2 separate regions of the Sus scrofa genome follow, and region 2 is linked to region 1. A link is a contact called in public HiChIP or PLAC-seq data. All regions are on one chromosome and are shown on one strand. Each heading gives the region's core, a stretch centred on a gene start, on an enhancer-like site or on the middle of the called end of the contact. The rest is flanking DNA. Distances are from core to core; before and after follow the strand shown.

What was found. HiChIP or PLAC-seq counts read pairs in DNA pulled down with a chosen protein or histone mark.
Region 2: an H3K27ac HiChIP or PLAC-seq map of alveolar macrophages shows a contact between it and region 1. The contact joins two enhancer-like sites. A contact is called at or near these places in 11 of 47 Hi-C or Micro-C datasets (alveolar macrophages, blood, embryonic fibroblasts and 3 more) and 2 of 2 datasets of contacts at active chromatin or transcription factors (alveolar macrophages and skeletal muscle).

The regions. Positions count from the first base shown.
Region 1 is chr13:61,273,198-61,279,369 of Sscrofa11.1, forward strand. ITPR1 (inositol 1,4,5-trisphosphate receptor type 1) reads left to right here. Exons shown (of 59, transcript XM_021069282.1): 39 at 2-113. Among named protein-coding and RNA genes, the nearest start is that of ITPR1, 210 kb to the left of the region's middle. Within about 2 kb of position 2,359, at least 14 of the 83 cell types and tissues checked have an H3K27ac peak or open chromatin away from gene starts, as enhancers often do. A contact at or near this core is called in alveolar macrophages, where this site is marked.
Region 2 is chr13:61,458,783-61,465,236 of Sscrofa11.1, forward strand. LOC106505661 (a long non-coding RNA gene) reads right to left here. Exons shown (of 12, transcript XR_002337646.1): 5 at 3,243-3,440. Among named protein-coding and RNA genes, the nearest start is that of BHLHE40, 66 kb to the right of the region's middle. Within about 2 kb of position 1,554, at least 20 of the 83 cell types and tissues checked have an H3K27ac peak or open chromatin away from gene starts, as enhancers often do. A contact at or near this core is called in alveolar macrophages, where this site is marked.

The DNA of each region.
Region 1 (6,172 bases), core at 1,109-3,608:
GGTTAATAAAGCACACTAAACAGCTGCTAGAGGAAAATGAGGAGAAACTGTGCATTAAGGTTCTACAGACCCTCAGAGAAATGATGACCAAAGATAGAGGCTATGGAGAAAAGGTACTGCATTTTATTTTTATGTTAAAACTAGGTTTTATTGCTAAATTGAAGTGGAGTGGTGGCAGTTAGAAATCCAGCTTAGTTCAGGAATATTGACAGAGGGGTGAACATTTAAAAAAAAAAAATGTCTCTAAAGGTAGTGAAATCATATGACTGTCTCTTTAAAAAGTCATATATGTTTAGTTGTCTCTTACAGGTTGCTTGCTGTGCAATCTATATTCAGAGAAATAGTAACCATAAAATGTTCTATCTATATAAGTTCCCAGTGAGAATGCAAATGCCTCTTGTGTATCAAAGTTGGTGTTTCTGAATTTGGGGGTCCAGTTATGCATACCTATGGGTTTACTTGCTTCTTTCTGGTGAGATGTTGCACAGACCTTCCAGTATGTAATGAAACTGCCTCCACTTCTAACTGGAATTAAGGCAGCAACTATGTCACCTTTTCTAATTGGGTTGTGAAATGGTCCATTCCTGGGGCAAGAGACTTTTCAGCACATGCTGTGAATAAAACTGTACAGAAAACACCCCTCACACCCCTGATTTTGGACCAGGTGGGATAAAAACAGCCCCATTGCTCTTCCTTTCTGCTGCCAGCAAAACAAAACAAAACAGAACAAAAACATGGACTTGAGTTTAAATCTCACCAGTCTTCATATGAAGGTAATACTCTTCACCAATTGTCTTTAAACAATTTTTATCAGCATGTTCCCAGTAGGTAAATATACTGATATCATTGACTTACCAAAATACCCAGTAACACATTTATTCATCTTTGTGAAGAAGCCTTAATAATTAAATCACAGCCTTCCTTGTCAAAAGGAATAGTGACAACCAGAATTATAAAAGCCTGTCAGAATCTTGCTTTCTAACCTAAGCAAGATGTATCATTAATATTAGAGCAATTTAACATGTGAGTCTTTGAATAAGAAAAAAATAAAGCAGAAAGGTACACAGACTTTTTTGCAGTATACACTCCCCCACTGCCCCCAGGGCACAAAGCTTTTAAATGTTGCTTTAAATTGGTAAAAATAAATTTAAGTTAAAACTTGAATAAATGTTGTTTATTTCAAAAGAAGTGTTGATAACTCAGGAGGAATTTTGTGGAGGAAACTGGACAGAAAAGAGTTTATAAACATAAATAATAAAAGCAAAGAAGTGGGGTACAAGTGGGAAGTAATATGACTGGCCTCACAACACCTGTGAAGGCACCTAGGTAGGTCTTAAAAAAAAAAAAAGGTGAGAGGGGAGCATAAGAGAGAATATACTTGTCAGATAAGTGAATAATAACCATTTATTCCACAAGATCTTTCTTTTTCTTAAAGTGAAGTTTAAGAAATGTTTAAGGGAGTTCTCTCTGTGGTGCAGTGGGTTAAGGATCTGGCGTTACTGCACCTGTGGTGTAGGTCGCAGTTTCAGCTTGGATTCGATTCCTGGGAACTTCAATATGCTGTGAGTGTGGCCAAAAAGAAAAACAAAGTTTAAAAAACATGATCCTAGTTTTAGAAATTCACTCTCCATAATAAGATAAAACCCACTAGGAGCCCTAACCAGCTGTGAATATATTTGCACTTTGGGGCATGAAACTTGATTTTTAAAATGCGGAGGCCACAATTTTCTCTTCTTGTGAGAATATCTGTTGCTTTCTATAACCGACATATTTAAGGAACACTTTGTGTCTCCACTCCAGTGAGTTTTGCACATTGCGATTATACTTTCATTTCTCTTAAGTTTTCTTTGTATGACATGGAAAGTGGAAGTACCAGGAGTTGGCTGAGTCTCTGTGGTTCGGCAGAAAAGCATAGCAGGGTCTTTGGGGCCCTGTAGAAGGTGCTCTCTGCTGCCTCTCCCTGCCTATCGGGCAGGGAGGACACTGCTTTAGCTCCTGGCAGGTGGCGGATCTGAGATGTTGTCACATTGCCTGTGAGAAGGCTCATGGAGAGGGCCAGGGCAGTAGAGGGCAGCAGGTGGAGGTCACTATCAAAGAGTTACCAGAGTTTAGAGGAGGTTCTTAAGCTGTAGCTCAGATCCCTTTTCAGCTGGTAAAGAAATTGGTCCCACAGAGCAGATAGAGGGTAGGAGGCAAGATGACATTTCTTTCCAGTCTGGTTGGTGCCACCATTCCATCCCCTTTGTGAAAGTGAAAATATGCTAAGCAAGTGTGGGAAATGCCACGCAACCGAGGAAGACAGTCTAGAAACCTGGGTTAGTCAGGAGGTCCAGCACCTCCTGGCACTTACATGTGATGCTTCTGGCCCTGCACTCTGGCTGCTGGAAAAGGCTACTTAACCATTCACTGTAGAAGGCAGTGGGGGGCACTAAATGATTTCTGTTCCTTCCAGTTTGGTTATTGGTATAACTTTGTCCCATCTCATTAAGGCTTTTGGATAATGCCTTTGATAATCTCTTGACTGCCCCTGTTTGACTGAAAAAGGAGCGGGGATAGGCCTACTCCTTCAAGGGTGAAATGAACCCAGAGCCAAAGCACTAACCTTTCTTGGGCAAACCAGTGGGTATTAGTCAATCAAGTACATGATGTGTTCTTTGAACTGGGTTCTCAGGACACAAGGGCAGGTGTTACTGCCATGCTGTCTCCCTGGCTCAGTTTTCCTATTTGTTGCCCCTTACATGGAGCTTGTCCCATGACTCATACCCTGCTGGGATATCCAGGGTTGCTCTGTTGCCCTGCCCTCTCCTGAGTCTTCAGGGTGGTTGGATCTGGTCCACTGGGCACTGGCATCACCTGTGGTTTGTGTCAGGCCCTGGAGGAACGAGTCAGATCCGTGAAAAGCCAGTGGTCAGTCCACTTGTCTTGGTCCACTGCCTAAGAAAAAGAGAGAACTATGACCTAGGACGGCAAGGTGGGGGCTGGGCAAAGAAGGTCGGCACATAATTCAGTCATGATCATTTAGGAATTAAAGACATCTTTAACTATTGTGTCCCTTAAATACAATGAGCCAGCAATATTTACCAAGAGTGGTAAATATTAAAAAATATATATTAGTAAGGTTCACCAAAATAAGTTCCTGTTGTGGCTCAGCAGGTTAAGAACACGACATAGTGTCTGTGAGGATGGGGGTTCGATTCCTGACCTCACTCAGTGGGTTGAGGATCTGGTGTAGGAGGCAGATGGGGCACAGGTACAGATGCAGCTCAGATCTGGTGTTGCTCAGGCTATGGTGTAGGCCTACACCTGCAGCTCCAGTTTTACCCCTAGCCTGGGAACCTCCATATGCCTAAAAAGAAAAAAATAATAAAAATAAAAAATTTTTAAAAATTTAAAAAGGATCAACAAAATAATGTGGAATATAATTTCATGTGATTTTTGTGTCCTTCATAAGCTAATAAACTTATGTATTCAAAGTTAATAAACTTTAAAATCAGGACTTTGCAACCATTCTGTGTGTGTAATGCCTACTAAACTCTGCTTTTAATTTACAGATCAAACCACATTTAAAAAAAAAATAACCACCCATAGCTAAACATCTTTAAAATTTAGCCTGAATCTCCCTATAACTCAGAGAACATCTTCAGGTTCCTAGACCCTGCTTGAAAAGAAAGCGTAGTTATTTTATATATTGGCTGCTCTGTAATCTACTATAGGATTTTTATTAAGCTGTTTTTTATCTAAGTTATTATTCAAAGAGCTTTGCAAAGAAATTCAGACTCCAACAATTAAATATAAATGGATATCTCAGCTTATATAAAAATCTATTTTTCTCATGAATGGTAGTAGCTGTTTTACTACTAGAAAGTTTTTGACCTCAAGTAACATCAGGGTTTTCATTTCATACAAATTATTGGTCCCCTGGTAATTACTAATGCTTCTTTTCTCTAAATGAATAAACTATTGACATTTTCAGCCACCAGTGTTTCTAACAGGAGTTTAGACTTGCAAAATGTAGTAAGTATTAATGAAATGTAAAAAAAAAAGTCATTTGAGGATCATCATTAAACAAGCATTGTGATTAATGCTCTTGTTTTTTCTTTTTCTTGAACTTGATGCTAATAGGTCATTTACTTGTTGCTAATATCATGTGGGTTGTACTAACTTATCACCCTGGGGGAAAATCTTGTCTTTAATCATCAATGGTATCAGGATTTGGAGCTTCTGGGCTTGGGAGATGTTAATCTTACTCTGTGCTTAAATTGAATCTGGATCTGATTGAGCCCAATGATAGTTTGGACCCCCAGATCTCCCACTGAATGGTAAAATGGGTTCAAAGAAAGAATTTCCTCCCAAGATGAGTTGATTGGGGTTGAGTCTTGGACCCTACTCCTTCCCATGGTCTTCTGAACGGATACAGTTCTTGGTGGGGGAACATGGCCTTGCCCATGGCTCAGTTCAAGGGTTCTCTCCACAAGAGAGTGCAAAGGTGCCATTCTGGGCTCTTGGTTAAGTGACCTGTGAGGTTTGATACCTGGCATGTGAACAGTGTGTGGCATCATCCTGCCCGTTCTGTTCCGGAGCAGAACTTGTAGGGCAGAGGTCAGGGGGAGGTGTGGTGCTGTGCAAAATGCCCCCACCTCTTAAGATGGTCACAGTCTAACTTGAGTCAGTGAGAAGAATACAGTGACAAAGTTTCTAACACTGAGCTCACTCTGTATTTTCTTTCCTAACACTTCTTCTTTTTCTCCCCCCTTTTCTTCTTTTCCAGCTAATTTCCATTGATGAATTGGATAATGCTGAGGTCCTAATTTCCTTTTTTTCCCCATGTCCTGTGGTGATGTTTCTGTGACCCTCTTCCAGTGAACTCTGTTGATCTGTCCCTTAGTCTCTGCATCGTGCCATATCTGACTGTGTAGCATGCCTCTGGGCGTGAGTTGAGTCCTTCGTGTCTGTGTTAGCATTTCCCACGAGTTTGTTTGTCATTTGTCCTTGGAGATCCCATCTGACTCTAGACAAAGACTTTCTAAATTGCAGTAAGATTTCAGTCATTCACTGTCTAGAATCTCAACTGAATTTGCGGTTGATGCTGGCTGTTAACCTGTCTCTGAAACTCAATATGGATATTACCATGAGGAGATTTTCTGTCTGTCTGTAAAGTACCAGTGCACAAACAAATAACTACATGAGTATAGTTTGGAAGTATTAAAAAAAAAAAAAAAGGCAAACCGATATTCTTGGTCTACAGGTTGGAAAGCGTTGAGTGTGAGGGGTCATATAAAATTTTGTCAAAGTGCAGTGCAAATTCTGCAGTGCTTGTTGAATCTTTCCAGCTGCTAGCTTACCATGGGATTAGGAATGTCCCACATCCTTGGCTTCTCTTCTAGGAAAACCCCCTAGAGATCCAGAAATTGAAATGTCATCTGACGGGTTCTATACTTCAGTATCAAATGAGTTTCATTTACCCGGAATTACCCTGGAGACGGAGAAGTGGCCATTTTGTTTGGGATTTGAAGGTCTCTTAAATATTTTCTCTCCTGTGAATATTTTTTCCACATTTCTTGCCATGTTTTTAGGATGTAATACAGGTTTGGTAAATGACAATAGAGAAAGGATTAACACAGGGAATTAATATATATACTTAAGCAGGCTTAATTGCTTAGCAAATCAGAGCACACTGGAAAAAATTCGATCTGACTTTTAATTTTCTGGTTCACTTCTTTGGGTATCTGGTCATTCTTTTGGTAGCTTATTTTGATGGAATAGAGCTACCAAATAAAATCGGAGGCCCGCTCTAATACCTACCACTGTCATTTCAGAAATACCAAGAGATGGTTCAGGTACACCTAAGAAGAGTTCGAATCCCAGACTTAAAACTGAAAACAATACGAATGGTTATGAGTTTGGTTCAGTTCACTCAGGAATGGAGCTCAGAGAGGTTAAGTGAGTGGTCTTCGAGCACACACAACCAATGACTAAACCAGAACTAGCTCTGCTGCCTCAGCAGCTGGCCTGGAGCTCTTATGTGTCAACCCTGGTACATTCTGTAAGTGCATACTTTTTCTTATACCTATCAACGTGAACAGGTGAGGAGGCCAGGCTCTCTAGGTTGCATGGAAAGCAAGAAAAGCAAAAGGTTATCCAGACCCTTAACCCTTTCAACTGTAGTGATTTT
Region 2 (6,454 bases), core at 304-2,803, 180 kb after region 1:
CAATTTTGGTCTCTTTCGTTCTGATGAAAAGTGAAATAACACTAAACCAAAACTGATAATAATGACTATGCAGGTTTTCAAGTCAATTTTGACTGAGGAATAGCATACTACATGAAAGTTTACAAATCATTATTGTACAGCTCAATGAGCTTTTACAAAGCAAAGATAACTTGTGTAACCCTCACCAAACCACAAGAACTCCCTTGTCCCACCTTTAGTCACTTCGTATCCCTCCCCAAAGACACTCACCTTTCAGATTTCTGTCAGAAGACATCTCCATAGCTTAATTTTGACTGCTTATAAACTTCATATAAATGGATTTATAGTATGTTTATATTGTGTCTGACTTCTTTTGCTCTGTGTTTTGATTATGAAATTCCTCTGTTTTTGTAGCAGAAGTTCATGCATTCTCATTGCTATGTATTGTTCCATTGTGTGTCACGATTTATTTATCCATTCTACAGTCAGTGGACATTTGAGTTGTTTCCAATTTTTGACTATTACAAAGAGTGCTGTTGTGAATAATGTATTTTTTGTGTGTGTGTATATATATATGTATATATGTACATGCTATATATGTTACATATGTAAGTTATATATGTATATGTTATGTGTGTATATAAGTCATATACATATGTGTATGTATGACATACACACTGATGGAGTGGAAGTGTGAGTTATTCATAAATTTTTTTTACTATGAATCTGCAGTACAATTCAATGTCAGAAAGTACAGAGTTTCGCTGAACAGAAATTGGTCTTGTTCCCATTTTACTTTAACATTAAGATTAATTTAGCAGAGTGTCAGGCTCAAAAGACTACATGCAACCAGACACCCATAGCATTACTTTAAAGAATTTTCAAGCTGCCTGCCTGGAGACTAATTGTTCGAGCAGCTGAATTCAAATCATTGCTTCCTTTGGAACACTGGGAAGGATCAGATCACTCTGGCAAGTTGCTAAGTCACAGAAGTGCATTTTCTGGGACGTATTCCTTACTTTAGGAAAAAGTGATGAAAAGTTATAGATGGATGGGGTGGCAGGGAGCCGCAGTAGACAGAGAGCTCAAAAAAAAAAAAAAAAAAAAAAAAAAAAGAAGAAGAAGAAAAGAAAAAAAAAAAAAAGGCAAAATTGCTGCAGTCAAGTTCCAGTGATTTTCCTACTTAGCAGCCCTGTTATTTAAAAAAAAAAAAAAAAAAGCCATAGAAAATCAAGATTTTATTGAAGGGGACGTTCCTCCCATTCCATCCACCTTCAACTGGTACTTCTGCCTTGTTCCCTTAATCACTAAGGCAAAAATTATCCAAGGGTTTGAAAACAGTTCATCTATTTGTTTCTTTTTAGCAGCTCCCAAGGATTTCATGGAGAGCAAACTGTCTTATACATACCAGGAAAATGAAGAGAACCAAGAAAAGTCTATATGGACAATAAGGAGAGGCATATACATTTGACTAAAGTTCTTTTTCCACTCATCACGTGTTACCAAACCAGTAGAGAAGATTCAATCTGATAATTATCAAGATGAGTCACCAGTAGCCACAGAGTGCTAGGGTCAAACTCAGGGCTTTTGTGGTTTTGAGCTGCTGTCCTCCCAACAAGATAGCACATTCCTCACTGATCTATTTTGGCCTGTGTCTCTTGTTTGGCCAAGTCTAAGATAAAGATTTCTTTAAGGAAGAAAGGAAGCCAGATGTGGGGGAGAGAGGAAGGAGGGAGGTGAAAGGAAGGGGAAGAGGAGGAGGAAAAGGGGGAGAGGATTTAAAAAAAGGTAAGCATTCTCTGCAGGACCCTAGAAATATTGCACCATGAACTTTCCAGAGCAGAGCAGATCATGTTTTCTACCCCCTAGGGGTCTGCTCCAGGTTTGGTGTGGGCCTACCTCAGGGTGGGTCCTTCAGCTTTCTTTAGAAACTTTGGTATTTTCGACTTGATCTTGTCTCCCTCAGCCTCCAAGGGCCAGTGACAGAGCGAGCTCTAAGGCAGCACCTCTGACCCTAGACCCAACTACAATCTCTTGCTAGGACTATGACAGTCTAAAGAGAAAAGAAAGTGGAGAAAGGGATATACCTTCATAAGCTAACAATATACGGAAGAATTGGACAGAATATCCCAGGCTTTGGAGGTACAGACACTGAGACATTATACAGCTGTCTTGAACAGGGCTGTGCTGTCTGATTTCCAGGATTCCCTCCCACCTGAAACCAAAACCCAAACCAAAATTTCTGCCCTAATTTTAATTTAGAGAATACCATCATGGAACTCTACTGGTAGCTTATGGGCACACTTAGAAAGCTGTAGGCTCTGTATCATCCAGCAGTAATTGGTTTTGCTTTGCAAAGCTCTCAACTCTTAGAAGCTGGAAACAGTGTCCTATTTTCATTTTTTAAATCTTCTTCCCCCCGTTTCCCTGCCCCAAACTCTTGAAAGAGCACTTTTCCCAACTCAGGTTCCAGAAGCACTTATCTTGAAAGCTTCTGGCAGAACTTTATTGCTCCGTGTCACACTCCTGTGAGGTGGCAAAGGTCTGTTATCCCCATTTTATTGCCAGGAAGCCGAGATGGCAGCCAAGGGCTTTGCTGAAGGTCAGCATTGGGGCAGGGGTGCCTCAAGGCAGGACTCCGAGTTCCTGGAGGCCTCGCTAGACTCCGAGGCCTTGCCTCTGTTTGAACTGCCTTAAAAATAGGACTTTCAAGAATTCCGATGACTAGACTGAAACTCTGCAGCGCTTTATTTACTAATGGAGCCGTGGTAACTGCATACATTAATGTTATTCATTGACTTACAGCCAAAAGCCATTCATTTACTAGAGGCTCCACCTAAAAGGGACTATTTCCCTCATCACTGATTATAATCCCACACTTCCCTGTCACAACAGGAGAAAACAAGTAGTGACATCAAACACCAAAGGCAAAGCATGGATTGTCCTTTTGGCCTCAAGGAGAACAAACTCCTCACCAGGCCTTGGTTTCCAGTCTGGCAGGTCTCTCTCCAGCCACCTGGGTGCTTCTGAAAGTGACTCCCCTGCATCTTATTCTCTCTGACCCTCCCCTTCACCCCACCTACCTCTCTCCTTCAAAATCTCTTATCTTCAAGGTTCATCTTAATCACCTCCCAGAAGAAGCCACTCCCAATTTCCCCACCAACCCTGTGTGTCTCTTCCTTTGAAGCACTTATCTGACGCTATCTTCTTTACAACTTCTTACTGGCCTTATGGCCCTTTTGTGTAGATTATAAACTACTTACCTGGCAAGGAAGGTTTTACTCATCCTTCCAGTGGTCTGAGATGTAAGACCCAGTCAGACCCACAGCCTAGGGAACTGCTTACTACATGGGTGGACACATTTTTTCTGTTAAAGACTGGCTAGTCAGTATTTTAGGCTTCGCCCGTCACCGTCACCGAACAGTCGCTATCAATTCTTCTCTGTTTCCTTTGTTACAACCCTGTAAAAATATAAAAACCACTTTTAGGTCAGCTAGGGGCTGGATTTGCCCCCGTGGCCATGGTCTGCCTGACCCCTGGCTTAGGAAGCATTATTTGTTTGGATTGTCACTGATTGACATCTGTTGAAAATTACTTATTTTGTATTTATGGAAATTTTAGCACAGCTAATGACTTTTGTATCTGTAAAAATGGCAGTGTTTTGGAGTTCCCGTCGTGGCTCAGTGGTTAACGAATCTGACTAGGAACCATGAGGTTGTAGGTTTGATCCCTGGTCTCACTCAGTGGGGTGGGGATCCGGTGGTGCCGTGAGCTGTGGTATAGGTCACAGATGCGGCTTGGATCCTGTGTTGCTATGGCTCTGGCATAGGCTGGCAGCTACAGCTCCAATTGGACCCCTAGACTGGGATGTGCTGCGGGTGTGGCCATAGAAAAGACAAGGAAAAAAAAAAAAAAAAAGACAGTGTTTGTAATGAGAATGCTTTCTTCCACTTTTCTAATATGGTGAAAGATCAAGGGTGCCATATAACCCAAAGACACTTTTATACTCTTTTTTTTTTTTTTTTTTGTCTTTTGTTGTTGTTGTTGTTGCTATTTCTTGGGCCGCTCCCACGGCATATGGAGGTTCCCAGGCTAGGGGTCGAATCGGAGCTGTAGCCACCGGCCTACGCCAGAGCCATAGCAACGCGGGATCCGAGCCGCGTCTGCAATCTACACCACAGCTCACGGCAACGCCGGATCGTTAACCCACTGAGCAAGGGCAGGGATCGAACCCGCAACCTCATGGTTCCTAGTCGGATTCGTTAACCACTGCGCCACGACGGGAACTCCCACTTTTATACTCTTAACTTTTTGTACTTCAAAGAGAAATTCTATATGCTAGTATCTGTATTTATTTTATTTTAAAAGACCAAACAGTTAAAAGATGGGTGAAACCCAGTGCTTACATTTGTGGAAGTATAAACTTGCAAGATCCATGCCTGCATCTTTCTGTGTCATTAAAGGGCCAAATTCCACCACCTTTACAAAGATTCTGCTAAAGCCATTGAGGCCTCTTGGCTTTTTTAGAAAATGGGATAATAAAACTAGCTCTGTGATAGGATTGTTTTTTTAAGGTGTTGCAAAATGTTTCATTTGTCCTGTCAATGATTGCTCTGAAGCAGGATCTTGGACAGGTTAATATTTATAATACCTGAAACTCTAGAGAGGAGGACAAAGAAATGTTCCCGTTCAAGTCTTCCTGACCTGGGTTACAGTTTAGTGCCCACACAATGCCATCCTCACCACCTCCCTGGCCCCAGGAATACTGCAAAGTAATAAGCATTAAATGTTTAGTCATTTCCTGCATCACGTTTGTCAGACATCATAGCCTTCCCTATTAACATATCTAACCAAGTTAGAGTTCAAACAGCCGGTTTCCATATCAGCAGCTGTTTAGTGTAATATCTTCTCAACAAAGGTGCCATAGGGAGCCTTTCAGAAAACCTCCTGTTAATTCTTCAGCCTGTTTTCCTGAAGAGAGCCAGCTGAGAAGAGTGTTGACTCTGTGCTGCTGATAATTTGCCAGTGTGTGTCTGTGAAACTTTTGCATATGAAATTGTTTTAAGGATGTCACATCTTAAAAACCTCTGAACTTCACTGAAATTTAATTGTGTGTTGAAAGGCATGTCTTGATTCTATTAGCGTGCTGAAGGTTAGTCTGCCTTGGGAGAGCGTACATACACTACAGTGGAGGGTTGCTTGGATTCTAGGAAAGAAAGATCAACGGAAATATGGTAATCCCAGCCTTGAAGACAGCATTAATTACAGCCTGTTGACCTCTCCCTTTTGACAGGGAAATGGTACTGTTTCAAAGAGAGAGTTCCATCAACTAGGTGACCAATTAAGGAAGCAGAAAAACGGCAAGGAGGGTATAAAATTAACTTGTACAAATACTCTTCAAAATTGGAGCTATTTAATGCATAATAAGAATATATGGTATAAGGCAGTAGAGAATCTTGTTTTAAAAATAACCTTGTCCTGTAAAAGCAAAGCTAATCTATGGCAAACTTTTAAGGTACCTTTGTCTCATTAAAAGACAGTGGGATTTCATGCTAGAAATAGCTATAATTTTCTAAAATGTTTACTTATATTTTGGAATTCCCATCATGGCTCAGCGGAAACACATCTGACTAGCACCATGAGGACGCAGGTTTGATCCCTGGCCTCGCTCAGTGGATTAAGGATCCAGTGTGGCCGTGAGCTGTGGTGTAGGTGGCTCAGATCCTGAGTTGCTGTGCTTGAGGTGTAGGCTAGCAGCCACAGCTCTGATTCGACTCCTAGCCTGGGAACCTCCATATGCTGAAGGTGCGACCCTAAAAAAGAAAAAAAAAAAAAAAAAGTTTACTTATATTTAGAAAAATGCCATTTTCTATACCTAAAATGGCTTCTTAAGATGGAAAATCCAACAGACTGCAATTGTGCTGAATTAATTGTACTCTTTAAACTTAAACAACCCTGGTGAAAAGTAGAATTTCCTATTCTACTTTTTTATTTTTTTGCTGTATGTTTGTTTCATATGTTTTGGAAGTAGGTCAGAAGAAATAATAGAAAATATATCATCTCTTTGGTTTTCTAGTCATCTCTTTGGATTCCTAACCTGGATGGGTCTGGATTCAGAGTCTATTATGTTGAATCACATGAAATTGTCACTTATTTTGGTCAAAAATCATCAAAATTGGAAATTTCATAAGTGGTTGCTGACTACCATTTTGTTATTTCTCCTTTATTATCCCTGTGATATTGTCTTTGACCCTTGTCAACTGGCTGTGGGTAAATGGGAGGGTTACAGAATAATATTTATTCTTACATAATAGGATAATAGATAATAGATAACCAACAGAAAATAGATCATTACAGTAGATATATAGATGATAGATAACAAGAATAGATAATGGAAAAATAATACATGACAGAATTTCTGGCTTCAAGCATTGTGTGTCTACAAAAGAGTATTTTGTCTTCCAATCATTTGGAA